Regions from separate parts of the Mus musculus genome. Here region 2 is linked to region 1. Evidence: chromatin contacts called from public Hi-C data. All regions are on one chromosome and are shown on one strand. The core of a region is the stretch at or near the end of the contact, and the rest is flanking DNA. Distances in the headings are between cores, read along the strand shown. Region 1 has its middle 34 kb from the start of Gm20655. Region 2 holds the start of Heca (hdc homolog, cell cycle regulator).

Evidence for each region. Hi-C and Micro-C count contacts between places; a contact is called where the count stands out from the background.
Region 2: a Hi-C map of the N1E-115 cell line shows a contact between it and region 1, with 5 times the contacts expected there. The contact joins the promoter of Heca here to the enhancer-like site in region 1. A contact is called at or near these places in 3 of 39 promoter capture datasets (the 3T3-L1 cell line and 3T3-L1-derived adipocytes), 5 of 484 Hi-C or Micro-C datasets (the N1E-115 cell line, Sertoli cells, adipose-derived mesenchymal stem cells and 2 more), 1 of 115 datasets of contacts at active chromatin or transcription factors (bone marrow-derived macrophages) and 1 of 9 other capture datasets (adipose tissue).

Annotation. Positions count from the first base shown.
Region 1 is chr10:17,868,099-17,870,964 of GRCm38.p6, forward strand. No RefSeq gene overlaps it. Among named protein-coding and RNA genes, the nearest start is that of Gm20655, 34 kb to the left of the region's middle. Within about 2 kb of position 1,448, at least 28 of the 459 cell types and tissues checked have an H3K27ac peak or open chromatin away from gene starts, as enhancers often do. A contact at or near this core is called in the N1E-115 cell line, where this site is marked.
Region 2 is chr10:17,946,771-17,949,470 of GRCm38.p6, forward strand. It overlaps Heca (hdc homolog, cell cycle regulator), which reads right to left and starts at 1,297. Exons shown (of 4, transcript NM_001033432.3): 1 at 739-1,297. The coding sequence starts at 1,012.

The DNA.
Region 1 (2,866 bases), core at 198-2,697:
CAGTCAGGTAAGGTGAGAAACTTAACCTGCCTAGTCATAAATTGAATGGTCTGAAGCTGGGCTCCAGCCTTTTCAGAGCTATCTATCTCCTGTGGTGAAGTGATTTTGGAGTCCAAACTAAGAGCCAGGAATGTTGCAGTCCGGATCCTAAACCACTGGCTGTCTCTAAACTCCAACTTTTGCTCTTGACGCTGCATGAAACTAGAAAGCTTTGACGAGTTTCCCAGCCTCTCAGTCCAGTGCCTTGAAGAAGAAAACTAGTCCAAAAGTCACTTTCTCTTCTTTCATTAACCAGTTCCAGCCACGTAGTCACTATAGAAGAAACTGCAGAATTCCTCTCCTCTCCTCTCCTCTCCTCTCCTCTCCTCTCCTCTCCTCTCCTCTCCTCTCCTCTCCTCTCCTCTCCTCTCCTCTCCTCTCCTCTCCTCTTGGCTCCTTTCATTGCCTCTCCCCACCCCCTTTCCCTCATTTTATTGCTCTTTGTTTTCATTCTTTCTCTTCTTCTTTCTTTTTCATTTTTTCTTTGTGTATAGTATAAGCTGTTTGGGACCTTGCTATTATGGAGACCAGGCTGCCCTCAAATTTATAGTTAGCCTCTCAGTTTTGTCCTCCCAAGTGCTAAGATTACATGTGAGCATTGGCAAGCTTGCTGTTTGAATATCAATCTCTTCATCCTAAAATTCTGATAATTGATCACATTTCCCTTGAGCTCAAGTTAAATGGTTCCCCACTAAATTGGCCTGAGTTCTTATTTCTCTAAGAATCAATTGTGGAATATTATTTGGTTAATTTTGCTAAGATTTTTGTCATGACCTAGTACAGTGGAAATAATGTCATTTGTGAGACCAGACAATGACTCTGAGACCACAGGTGGTTTAGGTGAAAAATGTACCAAGTTAATAGTGCCTATTCTAGCAAGAGACATGATGACAGCATACATGACAAGCATTTGTTAAGCTCAGCCACAATGATTGACAAGTAGAGCATCCCAGCAGTTGCTTTGTGCTCTCTTACATTTAAAGGAGCATACTTGTTAATAAGGCAGATAATTCTTCCATTAACTAAATTATTAGCAAAACATGCATCCCATTGACTCAAACTTTTCTATTACTTTGCATATGAGTTTGATAGAAGTTTGAGTCAGGTAGAAAAAAGAAAGCATGCTGTCGATTGTCTTTGTCCTTTGGGGCTACTGTGACAAAGATACCAGTGATTGTGTGGGTGATAAACAAACAGAAGATATTACTTCTAATTCTGGAGTCCAGGAAGTCCACTAGTCATGTTCTGAAAGATTTCCTGTCTGTAGAGGGCTCATGTCCTCACCCGCAGCCATCTTCATATTGTAGCAACACAGAGAAAGAAACTAGGGAGCTCACAGAGGTCTCCTTCAATGAGGATCTTAACTCCCTTTGTGAGGCCGATGTCTTCATGATCTCATTCCTTCCCAAACGCCACACCCTTCTGCATCATCATGTTGGAGGTAAGAATTTCCATATAGAAACTTAGCAGGGCATCAAGCATTCAGTGCGTAACATCAGTTGAGATGTGGCTGTCGGGAAATAAAGGGTTTAAGTGACTACATGTCGAACAGAGATACTGCATAGAAGGCCTAATGCTCTTCTATCAGCAAGAAAATAAAACACTACGGATCAAAGTGACCAACAAGGTAAAAATCTGAACCAATTCAAGACAGTCTGAAAGATGAGACGTTAAATAAACTGGCATTTTTCCCCCCAAGGGAGGGGCCTATGTGCTTGCTCAGCTTCCCAGCTTCTCCTCCTCCTGTGCCCGCAGGGAACAGACATCTGATTTGTAGCCTGCTTATGTTAGTCCCCTCAGGTCCCTTCGTGTTTTGACATCTCCAACCTCACTGTCAGATTCTAAGGCCCATCCCCCCAAACTGCAAGCAGGGGCAGATGACAGTGGCTTTTCCCTCACATTCATAGTGGGTTTGTGCTGCCACTTGCCTAAAAACACTCCTCTGAGTTGCTGGCTTGCCTTCCTGCCTGCCCAGACACAGCCTCTGCAAGGCAGCCACCTTTAGCACACAGAGAGCAGCAGTGCCACCTACTGAACCACTAGAGGCAGAACTGTCTTTGCAGCCAGTCCCAGACAGATTGTCACTTAATCTGGCAGGACTGCTGTACATGGCAACAGAACTGAAAACCACCTTTGTACAGCAACTAAGTAGGTCTTCTCTTCTGCCAGAGTTAGTAATTGTTTGCTGCTGCCACACTGAAGAGGGTCGCAGGAAGTGTATTCTGTTCTGCAAATGAAAACCGGTTGTAGTTAGGACCTAAGCTGTATCCCAGGTCAATTCAGCAAATGCAGCATCCAACAGTGAATGGACTCCTAAGTTCTTACCCTGTGCTAGGCACTGTGCGAGGCACAAAAGTACAAGTGTAAATGCCTACAGCAGAAAGGCTAAGGAAAGTTGGAAGGCAGACATCTGTTCCCTAGACAACAGACTGCACTCACAGAGCTCAGCTGCATGCAGACATGTCCTGATTTTTGACATTGTAATATGACCATGTCATATAGAGTTAATGATGGAGAACTGCACAATAGAGGAGAGAGAGAGAGAGAGAGAGAGAGAGAGAGAGAGAGAGAGAGAGAGAGAACAGCACAATGTTTTAAGTAAGTTTGCAGCTATCCTAGGTCCAAACATATGACTCAAAGGATGGATGGGGAAAGTCTGGACTTTCTACATTTTCTTGGATTGTATTGTTCCTGATACCAAGTTTAGATTAAAAAGCTGTAATGAGTTCCTCAACATTTTGCTATATTTTGTCTTTTTTATAATTAATTAGAGTTCTATATCATTAAATTCTCAATTCACCAGATGCCCACACAATAATTTCAGAGC
Region 2 (2,700 bases), core at 47-2,546, 79 kb after region 1:
GAAAGAAAGAAAGAAAGAAAGAAAGAAAGAAAGAAAGAAAGAAAGAAAGAAAGAGAAAAGAAGGAAAGGAAGAAAAGGAAGAAAAGAGAGAAAGAAAGAGAGAGAAAAAAAAGAAAAAGACACCCAAACACTTCAGGTTGGGAACGGAAGTCAAGTTCAGATTCTCTTCCTTCCTCGAGCAAGACAAGAGAATTAAATGAACACCACACACACACACACACACACACACACACACACACACACACACTCTCTCTCTCTCTCTCTCTCTCTCTCTCTCTCTCTCTCTCTCTCTCTCTCTCTCTCTCTCTCTCCACCTGTGGCAATCAGGCAACAGGCCTACATCTGCTGGGAATTGCAGCTTTTCTTCTTTGGGGGCAATGGTGGGTGGGTGGGTCGCGGTGAGCAGGGAAGTTTCCAATCGGATCATTCTAACTTGGGCTCCTTTTCCTGCTTGCCCGCTGCCTCGCTCCCACCAACCCGGGACATTTCAGACTCAGCCCGCGCGGGCACCACGGGGAGCAGGCACCAACCGGAGCGCCGCCGCGGGGCCCGCAGCCCCGGTCCACGCCGCTCCGCGTGGGGACCACGAAAGGAAAGGCAGCGCGGGGCGGTGGGGCGGGGCGAGCACTTCCTGACTCGCATTGTCCACGCGCCGCCCGCGCCACCCAGGGCCCCGCCACCGCGCCCGCCCGCCCGTCGGTGAGGAAGTTGGCGCTCGCCCCGCCGCTGTCGTCTTACCATTCTTAGCGTCTCCCGCGGCTGCAGCCCCCGCAGCGACGGTGGCGTTGGCGGCGCCCGTGCCCGCACCTCCCGGGCCCGCCGCGCCGCCGGTGCCCACCGCGCCGGGCGACGCCGCCCCGCAGCCCGCCGCCGCCGCCGCCAGGGCCCCTCCGGCCGCCGCGCCTGTCGCACCCGCCGCCGCCAAGGCCCCGGCTCCATTTTCCTGCTCGTCCCCGCTGCTGTTGGCGCGCTTGTTTTTGCGGCCGCCTTTGCTGTTCTTGGGGTTGGGCATCTCCCCGGCCCGCTCGCGGGTGTCCCGGTCCCCGGCGCCCACGAAGGCGGCTCCCCCGCCGCACCGGGGCGGCCACGGAGAGCGCGGGCCGGCCGCTCTTCCTCAGGCGCCCGCCCCGCCGCGCGGCCCTCGCCGCGACATTCCGGCCGCCGCGCCCTCCGCGGCAGAAGCCGGCGCGGCCACGCGCGGCCACCCGAGGCTCGCAGCCGCGCGGGCGCAACGGGCCCCCGAGCAGAGCGAGACGCGGAGGAGCCCGAGGGAAAAGGCGGGTCTCGGGCTTGTTTTGATTCGGCTGCGCTGACACGCTCCAGGCCCGCCCCCGCCCGTGACGACACTGGGGCTTGAGCCCGGCCCCGCCCACCCAGTGACCTCACGGCAACTCGCTCCGCCCCCGTGACGTCACGCTCGGCGCTCAGCCCTCGGCTCTGGGTGACGTCATCCAGGCGCCTTCTTGGGAGAGGGAGGCTGGCGGGCTTCCCGCGTGTGCTGACAGCCACGACTGGGAGCCAGGCAGTGTTCGTGAAGTTGTTAACTGGCCTTCTGACCTTACTGGAGCTAAACCTGACAACGTGGTCTGGAAAAACAAACAGGTGACTAGAACAGGAGAGCAAAACAAAGGGTTTCGGATTAATAATTCGCTCAATGGCTCTGCGGCTCAACAATGGTAAGATAGGAGTTTCTGGAGAGTGCAGTTGAGCTCCTGTATGGGAATTCTTCAGTCTCGTGGTGGAAAGCTTATTTAGCCCAGACCTACCAACCAGAGACCCAAGGGTTCTGTCGGTTCTGTCAGAAGCAGAGCCAGCCAGGAGGAGCCAGGCTGCACAAAGAAGACTGAGTTGTCTGGAGAGAACGGCCGGGTTGTGAGGAGGACATCAGAGGTGAAGAAGTGAGGGCACAGCCATGCTCAGCAGTAGATGGCCAACACAAAAGAGACTCAGTTGAATCTTAAGAGGTTCTTTGTCTCAGAATGTTTTGTCAGGGATATATATATATATATGTGTAATCTTTTTAGGTCTTTTGTATAGACATATGGCTTCCAGTTTTCTGTTTTTTGTGGAATTCCTCACTGAACGAATACATCTATATGACTTTCTCATGCTTTTTCATTTGTTTGTTTTGTCCTATATTGTGTGTTTGTTTTCATCTTATCTATTTTATTATTATTTAGATGCATATTTGTTTTCTAAGAAGAGGCAGGAAAGCTGTGGATTCGGCTGGGAAGGGAGGTGGAGAGGATCTTGGCAGAGCTGGAGAAGGGGAAAGAAGAGCAGAATATAGTGTATTAAAAATCTATTATTAAAGAAGAAAAACGGAAAGAAAGAAAAAGAGATGAGAGCACAGGGTTCCTGGGAAGAGTTTGATGTAATCTCCTTTTCTGCACTCTCTTCTGCCCCTTTCAAAGACCCGCTCCTTTCCACCCTTCTGATCTCAGCTCATTTCTTCAGAATGATCCCATACCTTACCAGAAGAGCTGTCCCGAGTATCACAGTTTATTTCTCCTGTCTACCTCTGATTACGTTGGCAATGTATATGCTTAAATAATTTTCCTCTGTTCCCTCGCATGAAACAGCCATATTTTTATCTTGGGTGCCGTAAGAAACAACTGAACTGATCTTGGTGAATGTATAAATGACATTCTTGATCCATGACTACAGAAAAACACTGAACTCGTTTACAGTGTCTTCTTC